2 separate regions of the Mus musculus genome follow, and region 2 is linked to region 1. Evidence: chromatin contacts called from public HiChIP or PLAC-seq data. All regions are on one chromosome and are shown on one strand. Each heading gives the region's core, a stretch centred on a gene start, on an enhancer-like site or on the middle of the called end of the contact. The rest is flanking DNA. Distances are from core to core; before and after follow the strand shown.

Region 1 (7,893 bases), core at 2,394-4,893:
GTGTGTGTGTGTGTGTGTGTGTGTGTGTGTGTGTGTGTGTGTGTGTGTGCGCGCGTGCGCAATCTGCATGTGATGGGGGAGCTGGACTCTTCTAGATGATCTCAGGATCTTTAGGGCTGTTTATAATGCTGACTTATAAAATACATAAAGTCAAGATGTCCACTCAGTGTAGAGTCTCTGACAAGCCACACCATGCATTTGTCTCTTCACAGAAGCAGCTGAAAGACATGTTATTGCCTGGTGATGGAAATTCATCAGTTATCCCATTCCTTTCACGAGCTAGGAGCCTTTCTGAGCACTTCTTAGGAGTCTGGGACTGTGCATCGGGAAGTTGCCATGTTTGCAATTTATATACCATCTCTGAGTCTCCTTGTATGCTGTCTCTAACCCTAACTTGTACCCCATCTGTAAAGCTATCACTCAGCAGCCCAGGTCCTCAATGGATGGACAGAGACCATCATAGAACTCTCACTTCCCATAATACCTGTCACTTAGATGGTTTTAAGTCCTTCTGATGCTGTCCTCATTCTGCACTGGACAAACTGAGCCCAGACACCCCCTACATAGGAAACTAAAATAAATAAATCATTTACCTTCCATGTTTGGCTGCCTGGTCTGGTAAAAAGAAACAGCTATTTTTTTAAACAATATCTTAATTCTTTGAGAATTATACCGTACCTTGAACACATTCACTACAGCCCCACCTGCATGACTGTTCCTTCCTATCCAACTTTGAACTTGAGTTTTCTCCTTCTTTTCCCCCCTTGGAGACTAGTTTGCATTGCCCAACTAGTCTTGGGAATGGAGCCTGACCTAGCATTGGTTAGCCTACCAGGGGTCAGATCATTAAGAAAAATGCTTTTCCCTTTTTCTGTAGCTGTCAAATGCCTGTAGCTCATCGGCCACTGGTGGAATTCTCTGCCTGCCTGCCTCCCTCTATGCTGTGCTTTTGTCTGGCTTGAGCTTCTGAAGGTCTTGTGCCTGCTGCCATAATTGCTGTGAGCTTGTATATGCAACTACCTTGCTGTGTCCCCAAAACACTGAAGAGACAACTTTCCAAAGGAGCCGAAGGACATGCACTATCAGATCTATGTGATCTTACCTAATCACTCACTCATATGTGTGTGTGTGTGTGTGTGTGTGTGTGTGTGTGTGTGTGTTTAACAATTTTGATCCTGGATGAAGTGTATTCTAATAAATTTGATTTTATACCATTTATATACATCATTAGTTGATTTCTTAATTCTGTGCATGTTGTCATGAATCTTTAGTAATTTATACTAATTTCCAAATGTATTTGATTTATTGAACTGACATGTAAACAGAATTCCCCGGAAAGATGGGAATTCATAGGATATCTTTAGGAAAACCTTCAGATAGTTTTTTAAACCTTCATATATACGTTATAAGAGGATGCTTTCCCAGTGTTGAAATACCCGAGCAATTCCCCAGAAAGTATACAACAATTTACCTCTGACCTTCATTATGAAATTTTTATTTATTATTTTTATTTATGCACGTGTGCCTCTGTGCATTTATACAAACCATGTGTGTGCAGGTGCCATTGGATATCAAAGGGTGTTGGATGCTCAGGAACTAGAGTTAGTAGGTGCTGGAAGCTGAACCCTGATCCTGCTGGAGAAGTAAGAGTTCTTAATCATCAGGCCGTTTCTCCAGCCTTGCTATTGGTGTTCTTAAACAGTGGGTTCCATCCCTTGGGTAACAGTGGGCTGTACAGTTAGTAATCACTAGAAAGTCAATAGCAGATGCACTCCTGAGGGTGATGGGAACTGTTTGGGGTGTTAAACTTTGAGTAGCACCCGTACAGCTTGCACAGTTGACTCTGACTGTCAGAGGTACCAGGAAGCTTCCGGCTGTCCTGCAAGTCCAGGGGGTTGAACTCAGGTCTCCATCTCCCAAGACTCCCACCCCTGTTCCCTGCCTTCCAGTTTTCCCAGTTACTACATGAATCAAATTACAGGCACCTCTGCTGGGTTTCCTGTGAAATAACAGATCTTACTGTAACCAAATATTACCATCTCGAGAAACCCTTATGCAACCAGCAAGGACGCTCCATTCTCAGGCAACAGAGAAAAGCCTCTTTGTTCTGAGGTCGAACACCTGGAACACGTTATCCAGGGCAGTCACAGTGGAGAGGGGGCTCTGAGAACCCAAGGCTGTCCTGTCTTTGGAAGGACGGGCCACCTGATGCTGCTGCCTCCTGGCTGTGTTTGGCCCACTTTCATCAGCCCCTGGTCCCTGAAGCAGGGAGTGGACAAAGGAGAAGCTGCTGTACAGCCATGGAGAAGGACCATGCTGATACAATGCACTGTGGTACAGCACTTAGGGCACAGAAGGGAGGATCAAGGGCTCAGAGACAGCAGGTCTGGAGTCTTCCCTCCCATCCCAGCAGTCTCCCACTCTCTAGAGCAGTTATCTGATAAGACTGTATGTCAGCTGTGTGAGAGGCAGCTACTCCGTGCGTTCGGGATCAGCTCAGGCTTGAGGACACTTCTCTTGGAAGCAGAGAAGCCCAGCGTCCTGTCTGTGTTTCGGAACATTCACGTTCCGGAAGAAAGCTTTGTCTCCATTCTTCTGAGGACTCACCGAAAGGGAACAAGCCAAGGGTTCAGCAGTGAACCTTAGAGATAAGAGTCAAAGCTGGGTGGAAAGCTCAGGGCGATGTGTAACCAACCATGACCGTGGCCTGCCTTTATGAAAGGCCAGCAGGACAAGCAGGCAGCATTCCAAGATAGATTTGGCTTCAATCACAATATAACTTTTTGAAGATAATACCCCAGTTTTGCTTATGTTAGTCTTAATATAACCTTAGGCCATTGCTGGAAAGGACCTTCAGGCTGCATGGTATCTGAATGGAAGTGGGTAGTATTCTGTCCACATCATCAACTTAGGCCCTCTCTCTCACCACTCTCTCAGACCTTCAAGTGTCCAACAGTGCCCTGGATGGAGCCAGACACAAGCAGGTGTTGAGACAGCCACAGAGCAAGGCCTGAATAATTATTTTTCCAGCAAGTTCTGAAGATTCCTGAACAGACAACTTAAAAAGAGATATCATAATGACAGCCATTTGCCTATATAATGAGAGATTTGATATAGCCAATAAAATGCCCAGTTTTGAACATGCATCTAAACCTGTTTATAAGCACATAGGCTTTTCCCTATGCCAGCTGACAAACAGACAAACTAGAATGCGTCCTTGTGCTAATTTTAATATTATTCATCACATGTGGAGACTGAAAATAAATCAAGGGCTGGGATACAGCTCAGGGGTAGCTACATCTTGCCAAGCATAAGCAAAGCCTGGCCTCCCAACACAAATCAATCAAGTAATGAATAGCCAACCAGTTGGTTCTCACACAATCTTCCATGGTTATTTGGGAGAACAAAGCCATAAATATGTTAGCCAGAAACGTAGGAAGAGCACTCCTACTGAACTATGACTACTATTAAGAGTTTTAAAAGATTTTAGTGAGTATAAATACACAATACACCTTAAGAGGGACCGAAATCCAAGCCGCTTTTGAGGCTTGTATCCTTCACTCCCGTGTCCCAGCACCCACGCCTGGCTCACCATTTGAAAGTGCATTGCTTGCTTCTGAACTAGGGCGAAGGGTGCTGCCTGCAGAGCACTCCCTAAAATGATGTGGGGGGGAGGGGAGGGGCTGCCCATTCATCATTTCCTGTGTGGTGTCAGATTTCACTCGGCAAGTGCGTTTTCATTCATTTAAGCTGATCTCTCTGGCAAGAGGCATTTCAGCCGCTTCATCCCACCCTAAAGCAAGTTTAATTTCCTTGATTAAAAAAAAGTATACCCGTGTACAGCATGTCTCATGAGGCCAGAGAGGGACATTAATGAAGAGTTTTCCCTTTGAAATAAAATATACAGATTTAGTTTCCCAGTGTTTCTGCCCCCCCCCCCCCCCCCCCCGCTCTCTTAGTTTTCATGTCATATCCGATATCACAGAGCCTGGCAGCAGAGGGAAGGGACGCCTGGCAGCAGCGCTTCTCATGGGGGCGTTCTCTGGGCTTGTGGGCGTGGCATAGATGTTATAGGAACAATGAGAAACCAGGAAGGGATCCACTTTTTACCCATCCTGATGGAAGAAATGCTGTCTGGGGTAGAAGTGGAGGTGGGGAGGGCGAGGGTAAAAGATTATTATCAAAAGCATCAGAAAAAGAAAACATTTCTGGCTCTTGAAGTTTACTGCCATTCAATGACCTCTCTCACAAAGCTTTTTACCTAGAACATTCGCACCAGCTACAAACGCTCGTGAAGAAACAGCGGTTCTATTGACTAGGACTCGAGGCAAAACTAGAAGAAAGGCATGTTTTGTATGTATCCGTATATTTATGTCTTTCAGGGGATCATGTACGCTGATTATTATTATTTTTACCACGATGTGCAGAAATTGCTCAAACTGATATATAATTAGACATTTAAAAATATAAACTATCCTTATTTAAAGCTCAGACCCACACGTTTATTTTTATTTATCCAGAAGACTGAAACAACATTTTTTTTTAAGTTTCTTTTCTTGGGCTTCTTGTTCAAATATATAATTAGGCAGTTTTTGAACATACCTAATAACTGAGAGGTGACTGAGGGAGATCTTTCCAAAACTTAAAATATAAATAAATAAATAAATAAATAAATAAATGAATAAATGAATAAATGAATAATAAAATAAAAACTGGTTAGAAGCTGTTCTCACCACCTTTCACCTAGGTCAGGAGCTTAGCTATTCACTTCCTGAAGCCAGACTGTAATGAGAACTCCATGCCGGGATATTTGAGAGCTGAAACTGCTGCTGTTCAGACCTCAGTGCGGGGGAAGGGGCAGGGATCCCTCCTCCGAGAGAGAAGGTTCTAGAACGGAATGCCACCTCCCCCAAAACTACTTCTTCCTGGAAAGACTCAAAATCCAGGACGAATGTGACATGTGTACTATTTTCGTTTGTTTGGGAGGAGAGATGGTCAATTCTTCATTGCTAATGGGAAATGTCTTTGAACGCTCCAGAAAGATGCAGGGCCTATGAGCGAAGCCACTGGGGTTGGTTTCATTTTCCTCGGTAGTCATGGTATGATATAAAGTGAACACATCTCTCAAGCGTTTTCCTGGGTTCTCTTTGCCAGGGCTGGGGCTTGAACGTAGGGTCCTGGGCATGCTAGGCGAGCACTCTACCACGGAGCTACATCTCTGGTATCCTCACACAGTCTGCTGTTTGCCTTGTCCTGTGACCAACACCAAGATCAAGGGTGAGACGGGTTTCATCTCCTAAAGGCTCTCAGCCCCTTCCTGTGAGCACCCCCACAAGGACACTAGAGTCCTGACTTAAACCTGACTTAAATGGGGGTCATAACTTATACATTCTTCTCTGGATGGCGTCTCTCTCCATGAGACTAGCATCTGCAGTCCTCACTTGTCCGAGGTTAGACTCGCGCCCTTCACTGTGTGCGCTTTCCTTTGTGTGGACACTACAGTCAGTCTATCTAGTCTGCATTTCATTCACATTCTAATAGCTCCTCATGAAGTGAATCAGCTTTCCGTAGATGTCACAAAACACTGAATAAACACCTTGAAAAGAAGGGCTCCGTATTTTTGGTTTTTGGTTTCAGAGGTAGGCTTTTGTTTGACTCTGTTGTTTTTGGCCCCGCGATAAGATAGAATATGCTACGGAAGGGGAGGGGTTAAGTGGTAACGTGTTAGAGCAACGGAGGATGGGGTGGAGCGAACTAGCTCCTAAGGAAGGAGCTGGTCCGCTGTGAACAGGCGCTGGACAGGTGCTTATGGGGTAACCCACTGCCCACTCAGAGTGAGGGGTGTGGCTGAGCCATCCACTCCTGTAAGGCTTTCACCCATGTATGCACAGAGAAGGGACAAAGGAGGCTTCCTAGGAGCCAAGCTGCCTCCAGACTCCTCTGCCTGTCTCAGCCCCATAAGGTAATGCTGCCGGCAGCACCTGATTGGATCCACTAAGTCACAGAAACCCATCTACTTTGGCCAAAGGTCCACATGCTCTTTTTAAAATTTTATCTCCATCGTCATCATCGTTGTCGTCATCCTCATTGTCATTATTATTATTGTTATTGATTTCTCATTCTTGATTGAAAAGTAACAAGGCCATTTGAGGGAATCCACCACTCTTTGCCCAGCATCCTCAAACTTCTCCCAACAAGAGATCACACCTTCTGTGTACCCTGCCTGTTTGGGGCAGTGCTGCCCTCTTCTCCTTATATGCAGATGCTCACATCCTGGGAGATGCCTTCAGACTCAGCTGCCCAGACATCTCCCCCATCCCTCGTTCTACAAATACTGGCATTGAAATTGAAAACAGACCACACTCTCCCTGGACAACTTGTGTTTTCTTCTTCTTGTTTCTTTCCCCTCCCTTCCTTTCCAATTTTCTTTCCTTTGGGGATGGGAGTAGAACTCAAACTCCGTTAATTAGATACCTCAGCACTGACAACTTTTCTAACGGACCAAAGGAGTGGTTCTCAGACACATATCAGATATCCGGCAAATCAGATATTTACATCACGATTCATAACAGTGGTGAAAGGACAGTTACGAAGTAGTAACAAAAATAATTTTGTGTCTGGGGGGAGTCACCACAACTTGAAGAACTGAACTAAAGGGTTGCACCCTGAGGAAAGTTGAGAACCAATGCAGTGCCAGTTTTTAAATTTAATAAACACCACCCCACCACCTCCAGCAGAGACTCTTCCACAGCAGCTGGGTGGGCTCTTCTCCCTGAGACTCCATCGCTTCATTTGGGCCATCTTCCTATGGAGCTGTCTCTCAGGGCTTCTGTGATGCCCCCTCCGTTGCCGGCCACATTGGTTAACACCTCCATCCCAGTTGTGCCAGGGTGGTCAGAAGCTCTTGAGCCCTCAAGTGTCATCCACAATCTGAGGTTACAGGATAGTGGCTTGTCAGCTTGCTGTAGCACAGAACTGACAAGTTGGTATGTATTTAGCTTCTGAGGAGTTCAGCTAAAATTTTCTTCACCTTCTACACAAAGGGCAGGGTTCAGTCTACCAGGAAGAGATCCTGGTTCTAACAGGCCACACCCTGCAGTGGTAAATTTCCGAAGCTAGTGTCTGCCTCACCCTCTTTCTCCCTCCTCCCTCTGGAAAATAGCAACTGCTACATCATGAATACCTTCAGGCTCCACAGTAGACAAACCCCCACACAGTAAGGAATTTTGAAGCCTCCTGCCAATAGCCCTGTGGGTACGTCTTCTTGGAAGCAGCCTACCCAGCCCTAGTCAAGCCTTCTAATGCCCACAGCCCTGGCCACATCTTGTGTTCAACTTCACGAGAAAGCATGAGCTTTCTCAAGATCTAAGCTTCTGCCGAAGTCCTGAGTGAGACAAGAAATGGTTAAGGTTTTCTGCCTCTGCACTGTGGGGCTATTTGTTACACAGCATTAGCTTACAAACAGCTCATTAGCACTAGTCACTAGTATTAGTACAGTCCAAATAGTTCTGGTTCTAGCTTTAAGAATCAGGACAGAATTGTTTATCTCTCCTTGCTGAAAGTTAACTAAGTATATGCAAATTCTTGGCTAATGAAAGGGACCCAAACCATTTATGTGTCACCTCGATGAGAGCATTTCAAGAGCCAGTAGAGTGTCACCAACTCTCTCCCTCTATCAAAGCATGGGGAGTGATATCAATAGTGTGGTATGGTTCTACCCACTGTGGACCACGAGGAGAGGACATAGAGAGCTAGTTGACCCACCATGGACAGCAGAATAAATAAACTATTGGGGCTTTCCACATCTCTGCTATAGCTGCTTGTTACTGCAGAACACCCTCCCCTGCCCTGCCCTGACTGATGTAGACAAAGAGGTGCACGGATCTTATTCTC
Region 2 (7,893 bases), core at 2,272-4,771, 140 kb before region 1:
TTGATTTGCTGTTGCTGTTTAGAAACAGAAATTTCCTTGGGCCATTTCTTTCACAAGTTGGGAGTTTATCTGGGTGAGGTCTTGTCCTGATGGCACCCCTTCCTTTTTTCTATTTCAGATCAAGCCTTTTTTTTTTTTTTTTTAAATCATTGTATCTCGTTGAGCACAAGCCTGAGCTTCAACACTAAATTTCCTGGTGTTATTTTTCTCTTCAAATTGTACATTTTCAAAATTTCTTTTTGTCCCATTTATTCTTTTTTCATTCTATACCTATATAAGAGTGATTGCTAACAATCATATGACAGAGTCAATATTAGGCTGTCTTGAAATCTCCTCTACCAGGGAAATTAATCCATTAGTTTTTCAATTTATCCTCAAGAAGTTTCTTAGGGTATGAGCAGGAAGTAGCCACATTCTTTGCCAAAATATTACACAAATGGCCTCTAGCTCAGTTAATAATATTGTCCCCTTCTATAACCTCATGAGTTGGGTCTCCACAATCCACATGACCTTCACAACCCATATTACTTTAATCATTTGTCTTTTAAGCTCCTGTTAGGATGGCCCATTGTCTTTGTTGGGGTTTCCATTGCTGCAAAGAGACACCATGACCAAAGCAACTCTTGTGAAGGACAACATTTAATTGGGGCTGGCTAGCTTACAGATTCAGAGATTCAGTCCAGTATTATCACAGCGGGAGGATGTCAGCATCCAGGCAAGCATGGCACGGAAGAAGTTGAGAGTTCTACATCTTGATCTGAAGGCTGATAATACAAGACTGAATTTCTCAGGTAATTAAGAGGAGGGTCTCAAAGCCCATTCCCACACTGACACACTTCATCCAATAAGGCCATACCTACTTCAACAAGGCCATACTTCTTAAAATTGCCACTCATCCCCTGAGCCAAGAATATTTAATCGACCACATTCATTATGCCACACTGATAGCATTCAACTACTTTTCTAGTCCAAAGTTCCACAATCTTCCACATTCTTCCGAAAAACAGCATGTTCCAATCTGTCACAGCGATACCCCACTTCTGGTATTATTTAAGTCTTAGTTTCTTTTCTATTGCTCTGGTAAGACACTATGACTAAGGCAGCTTATAGAAGGAAGAATTTACTTGGGGCTTATAGCTCCAGAGGCTTAGAGTCCATGACCATCATGGTGGGGATCATGGCAGTAGGCAGGCAGGCATTGCTCTGGAGCAGTATCTGAGACCTTACAACTTAGGACTCAGCTAGGAGGCAGAAAGAAAGCCAGCTGTGAATTGTGTGGATTTTTGAAACCTCAGAGCCTGCCTCCAGTAACACACATCCTTCAATAAGGCCACACCTCCAGATCTTTCTAAACAGTTCTACCAACTAGGGACCAAGTATTGAAACATCTGAGCCTATGGGGCCATTCTCATTCAAACCACATCCTATGACAAAAAAACACTTTAGGAAGGAAAGAGTTTATTTTATATTTTACTTCCAGGAAACAGTCTTCACTGAGGGAATTCAGGACAAGAACTCAAGCAGAGGAGGAACCTGGAGGCAGGAGGAATGCTTATTTACTGGTTTGTTCTTCAAGGCTTGCTCAATCTGCTTTCTTATACAACTCAGGACTGACCAGGAATAACATCACCCACAATGGACTGAATCCTCCTGAACCAATCATTGGTTTATATGATATAGACTTTACTTGTTTACTTTCCTGGGAGAAATGCCTCTCTCTGCACACTCAAGGAATGTTGGGGGCAAAATGTTTCCTTTCCTTAGCTTAACACAGTCAAGGCATTGACTCATTCTAGCCTGAGACTTTCTGCCCCCTGAGCATATCTGGTGGAGGTGTTGAGAACTACTTTGTATGTTTATCATTGTTTGTCTACCCCTGCTTGAACCATGAACTGCTGTGGAATAAAAGCTTCATTAAAAATACAGTAAAGGACTCTTGAGCAATATCATCTAGGGTCTCCTGGTTCTGTCAAATCTTGAATTCAGCTTCAATCCCTCCTCACTGTTCACTAGTGGGTCACAATGATTCATTAATCAGGAAAGTGCCCACAGGCTTTCCCACCAATCCTTTGTGTGGAGGCATTTTCTCTATTAAGGTTCCCTCCTCTTTGATTATGCCAGCTTATTTCCAGTTAACATAGACACTAGTCAGCACTCCTCTTTCCTTCCCTCTTGCGAGTCTTCATTCGCCTGCTCCACAGATGTGACCTGAGCAGCCTTTGCTCTCTTCCTTCTGCCCCCTCCTCTCATCTCTAATTCTCCACCTCACATTGCACACACTGTCCCAAGAAGCTTTGGAACTCTGTGTAGAGCATGGCTAACTGACAGCACAAAACATACTGACAAGTGCAACAGTGTATGTCTATCCTGTTTGCTTTCAGAGGAGAGATGCAGTAGGGTGGCTTAGGCCAATGCTACAGGGCCTGCTGTTGAATTGGGTCTTGCAGGATGAATAGGAGTTCATGGGCTGAAGAACAGGAGGAAGAGAGTTCCATAAGTGGGAACAGCATGCAGAAAGGCATTGTTCGGGGAGAAGCCCAGCCTGGTACAAGGAGTGGTTTGATGTACTGGTTCAGAAACATGGGGCATGCATATGATGTTTGGGACATGATGGTGGCATCGAGAGAAGAATGCTATAAACACATGGATTCAGGCTCTTGAACTGACCTGTAGTTCAAAGGGTGGAAGGGGGGTAAGGATGGATGAAGAGAGAGAGCAGCAGCAAGTACCATGTTGGGTAAAAATAAATAAATAAATAAACAAATAAATAAACAAATAAATAAATAAATAAATGGTGGCTCTGATAGGAGGCCGAGTGAATGGAGAGGTTGGGGTCACCAAGAGAGTAGTTGGGAGGCTCATGCCAAAGGCTGACAGAAGTAGATGTGGGCAGACTCTGAGTGGAGTCTGGCTTCTCTCAGACAAGGCTGAGTATCTGTGGTACTGTTACCCTGGCACTGAACAACACTGGCAGCTTGGAAGACAAGACAGATAAAGACAGCTCTACTTTGGGGAGCTGAGGGGGATGGAGATACCAGCGGGAAATATACCGAGCACTCCTGTTGTAGCCTCCTACTGCTGAGGAATAACTGGAAGAGTTGCCCTTGAAGATCCCCCTTGGGTTCTCCAGGTCTCCTGTGTCACCCTCCAGGGCACTCAGCCCTCCTGGGGTGGAGTCTGTAATTTTGAAGCATGTCCCCAAAAACATCAGAGCCATGAAAATACTATCTTGCTTTCATTTATCTTGCTGGTTCTGGGAAGGCCCTGGCGGGCTCCCTGTTCTTAGTAACAGAGAGGAGGGGGAAGGCCTGTGCCTTTCTCCTCCACAGATAAGTGTATTGTGGGAGCCATAGCCTTGCTGGGCCCCAAGATCAGTCTGAGAGCCAGCAAGTAGGAGGAGGAATCAAAGATGAGCTGGCTCTCAGAAGGGCTATGGGCAAGAAGTCTCTGAGGGCCCTCAAGAAGGCTCTCCTCACTGCTGAGTCATTGCCCCAGAGATGTGGGAGGGCTCCCTGCCTACTCTGGGGTGACTGAATGTCCTGTCATTCAAAAGTGACTTTCTTTAGCCAGGCAGGGCCTGAGGGCCTTAGGACATTGGTCATTTGACTGTAGGCCTGGCACAATGGCAATATGCCACCAACCACAGAAGGTTCCACCCATGCCTAGTCAGCCTGCCCTGGCCTCCTCAGATCCTATAAACAAATTCTGGTCAGGGTGGGATTGTACCCTCTCAGCACTGAAGCTGAAGTCATAACGCCCCAAGCACTGGAGCTTGACCATATTTGGGAATAGGACCATTGACAATATAATTAGGAAAAGAACACACTGAAGTAGGGAGATTTCTAATCCAACTATCTTTGTAAAAGCAAGGAGGTAGGACACTAATATGCAATCTGAGAGCATCTGTAACAATGAAGACATCAAAGTGTCTCTGGAAGCAGCGGAACATTTTCTCGGGCCTTGAGAGAGGCTCACCCTGCTATGCCTGCCCTGAGCCAGGAGCCCAAGAACCTTGAGACACCATTATTTAAGGCCCTTGGGTCACAATGCTTTGGACTGCAGTCCTGAGGAAGGATACAAACTCCAGTCCTTGACACACAGATGCACTATCTGAAGCATCAAAGGCTCAGGGCACAAAGTGAAGACTTCTAGCGAACTACAAAACAGGATGAGCCTGTATCCCTGCCAGGCTCCAGCACTGTTACCCTTCTTTTAGGATTGGGGAGACTGAGTCACAAAGCCCTAGAGCTAGTGAGAGATGAGCTCTGCTTTCCTGATTCCAAAAAGCCATGGTCTGAACGCTTTCTGGGAAGCCACTACTGAATCAATGGTGCCTGCCCCACATTCTTTTAGAAAGTACTGGCTGAGCCCTCCTGCTCACCCTCACCCTAAGGTTCTTTCTAGATCAGGAGAAGGAGAGGGGGAGGGAAGAAAGGGAGAGAGGGAGGGGAGGAAGGGAGAGAGGGAGAGAAGGAGAGAGGGAGGGAAGGAGGGAAGGAGAGAGAAAGAGAGAGATCAAAATAGATGTGTTTCTTGTTTTACAGTTTGATTTCCTTAAGTCAGTTACCTATTCAGTCGGAGTGGAAATGGGCTTGGGAATGGGGGGAGGGGAATGTTGTACTTTCACCAGACTCCAAGCAAAGGTCAGCAACTGGCTGAAGTGCATTTCAGCTGAGTTCTGATGGAGTTCTGAAGGAGATATATGTAAGAGTTTGGGTGGCTGATGGAAGAAACTCACCTAATATACTGACGCGCAGGAAGCCAGGATGCCACAGACCACACCAGGAGTTCAATTTTATCCTGAGTAGGGTACCTTGGCAAAAGAAATTTCTGTTTGAAAATACTTCTCTGCTTGTGCAGGGAGTAGATGGGGGTCAGGGGATGAAGGTGGGTGAGGAAGGACCTGTTTGGACAAGGCCACAGGAACCCAAGCAAGCGAAGTTAGTACTTGGATCGATGGGCACCTTGGGGAGTAAAGAGAAATGGGTAGACTGTAAGCATGCTCAGTGATGGCAGTTTCCTGGGAGATGCGAGTAAGCCACAGGGAGATACGGCCTCAGCCCCAACAAGAGACTAGTTACAACCAAAACCAAACAAACAAACAAACAAAACCATAAAATAAAATAAAAAAAAAAAAAAAACAAGCAGAAGGCAAGTGCTAGCAAGATTAGAGGAAATTGGAGCCCCTCCACTCCAATATCTCAAAAGATTAAAAACAGGGGGTGCAAAGATGATTCAAATCTAAGAACACTTACTGCTCTTGCAGAGGCCTGGAGTTTGGCTCCCAGTACCCAAAATGGTGACATGCAACTATCCCTAATTATAGTTCCAAGGGAACTGATGCCTTCTTCTGGCCTCTGTAGGCACTAGGCATGTACATGTACACACACATCCACATAGGCAAACCATTTAGATGCATAAAATTTACACTTTTTAAGTCTTTAAAAATTTTTAAACAGGCCAGTCATAATTCAGAATTATACAACTGAGGACTACAAAGACCAGAAGTTAGGATGGATCTCAAAGAGATGTATCATTTATCCTTGTCCTTACAGTAGGAGTAACAATGGCCATATTACATAACCAACTTGGGTGTCTGTCAGGGAGTGAATGTGTCAAGAGTGTGCACACGCAACAGTATGCTATGATCTAGCCTCAAAAGTATGGTGCCCTGTCATGGGCAACACCGTGGATGAGCCTGGCAGATACGATGTGAAGTGAAAATATTACCGAAGTCAAATCCTTCATGACTCTACCATGTGAGAATCTAAAATTATGAACTCATAGAACCAGAGAGTAGAGAGGTGGAGGATATTGGAAGCTCTTAAACAGTTTTTAAAACATTTTAGCTAAGCAGGATGAGAAAGTTCTAGAAATCTGCTGTTGTGGTCTCCCTATGGCCAGTATCCTGCACTGTACACTTTACTGTAAGAATGTAGCTCAATGCTATATATAAAATTTTTTTAAAAAGACTTGCTTGGTCAATTGTTGCATGTTAGTGACCTGGACCAGTAGTAGAAAATTCCAGAAGTGGACTGATTTTGGTGAAGAATATCAAGAGCTTGAGTTTGTGTTTTGGCTAAGCTTACCAGAGAGGCTTCTGTAGAACGACTCATCGGATGTGTGGACCAAAGGCACCAGTCAATTGAGAAATGGTGAAATGAAACGTAAAGGTCTGAGGTGGGTGTAGGGTAGGGACACCAGTACAGGAACTATTGGAGCACCCGGAGTGGCCATGTGAAGAGGCAGGGAAGCACTGAGGGATATCAGGAGAGAACCAAGACCAGGTTAGCCAGAAGGAGAGAGCAGGCTGGGCCAGGGAAGAAGACCAGGGCAGAGAGCTAGGTGGAAGCATTTGGCTGTGTAGGCTGAGAGGAGTCCACTGAGAACTCAAACATACCAGGTAAGTTTAGTGGCTTAGGTCATTGATGACATCAGTGGAACTAGTTGATATGATGGAAGCCAAGTCTAGGGAGCTGTGAGCTGAGAGGTGGGAGGAAGAAAGGACACGATGCTTAGTGCAGGCACCTCAGACCAAGCCAGGAGGCTTCTGGCTTTGCTTCAGCTTTTCTTGCCAAGGTCATCACACATCCGATGAGTCGTTCTACAGAAGCCTTCTCAGATGCATCTGTAGAGTCATCAAGACAGAGACCAGGGGAGGACAGTGGGTGGGAAGGCGGTGTGGACTGGTGAGAAATCCGACAGACCATCCCAACTTCCCCTGCTTTGGGGTCAAGGCGGCTTATTTTGGAGGTCCTTTGAAGCAACAGTAAGACACATTGGATGTCCTGAAGAATTTCCTTGTAATAGTCAGGATGCAAAATGAGTGTAAGCTCAGGGTTCATGTTTGAGAGTCAACTGCCACAATAGGTGGAATCTAGGGAAAGAAGACAGAAGGAAAGACAAAGGGATGACTTGGTGTCTAGCCCAGGTTACAGTCCCAAAGTCCCTCTAGCAGAAAGGGTCAGCTGTGGCTCTGTTTTGTTTTTCCTTTTGTGTTGCTGGGGATTTACCTAGGGGCCTCACACACACTATGGGAGTGCCTTAGCACTGACCTATATCCCCAGGCATAAATACCTATTTTCTTTGTTTTGATTTTTGTTTGGAGGCACAAGGAATTGAAGCCAGGGCCTTGTGCGTGCCGGACAAATGAGCAATGCTCTTGATACTGCACCTACCAGAAAATTCCTAAGTGTAAGTTCCAGAAGTCCTGTGGGGTCATGCACCTAAAGGAAGAGCCTGTGGTGACAGCCTTGCTGGCCATGGACCTACGGGACTGGTTCATGTTGTTGCACTGTGACTCCTAGGCCATCAGCTGGTGGGGAACGGTGCAAATGTCATTTGGGAGCAGTTGACCCTATGTCTTAGCTCCCTTGTTGGGATTTACTGTGATTGGCAGACCCAGAGACTAACAGAGCCCCAGACTGGATGAAGGCTTTGAAGATTGGGTGCCTTGCTTTTATTTCCATTGGTCCTACGTTTAGATTGCACAGATGCTTTTCCTCAAAGCCTTTCAGGACAGTGACAGTGGCCCTACCATATCAGGCTGCTGGAACCATAAGCTACAGTCATCATAGAGTACGAGGTATCTGTTTTGCTACTTCACATTCTGATGAGTTAGGCACCAACATCTCACCCTTGGGCAAAGGCTGAGATGGATGTATGGTGGGGATTCTGTCTCCCTTTGCACCTCATGATCCTGGGCTTCTATGATCTGGAGCATCATCAGTCATGGGCCAGCACATCCACAGATATCACAGCCCAGTTCTCTGAGGTTCAACGAGGGCAGGTAAAGTCCAGATGCTGGTTCTGGTTCTTACTCATATGCATCACGTGCAGGTATCAGAGGACCCACAGATCTTGAAGATCATTGGTAGAAACAGATCTAAGGCT

What was found. HiChIP or PLAC-seq counts read pairs in DNA pulled down with a chosen protein or histone mark.
Region 2: a contact with region 1 is called in an H3K27ac HiChIP or PLAC-seq map of a colorectal cancer cell line, with 3 times the contacts expected there. The contact joins two enhancer-like sites. A contact is called at or near these places in 3 of 484 Hi-C or Micro-C datasets (nephron progenitors, tail fibroblasts and uterus) and 5 of 115 datasets of contacts at active chromatin or transcription factors (the NIH/3T3 cell line, a colorectal cancer cell line, embryonic fibroblasts and 2 more).

The regions. Positions count from the first base shown.
Region 1 is chr7:66,446,336-66,454,228 of GRCm38.p6, reverse strand. No RefSeq gene overlaps it. Among named protein-coding and RNA genes, the nearest start is that of Gm33515, 22 kb to the right of the region's middle. Within about 2 kb of position 3,643, at least 96 of the 459 cell types and tissues checked have an H3K27ac peak or open chromatin away from gene starts, as enhancers often do. A contact at or near this core is called in the NIH/3T3 cell line, a colorectal cancer cell line, embryonic fibroblasts and 2 more, where this site is marked.
Region 2 is chr7:66,582,374-66,590,266 of GRCm38.p6, reverse strand. Gm33570 (a long non-coding RNA gene) reads right to left here. Exons shown (of 3, transcript XR_391553.3): 2 at 6,401-6,877; 3 at 4,749-4,813. Among named protein-coding and RNA genes, the nearest start is that of Gm33570, 4.5 kb to the right of the region's middle. Within about 2 kb of position 3,521, at least 59 of the 459 cell types and tissues checked have an H3K27ac peak or open chromatin away from gene starts, as enhancers often do. A contact at or near this core is called in the NIH/3T3 cell line, a colorectal cancer cell line, embryonic fibroblasts and 2 more, where this site is marked.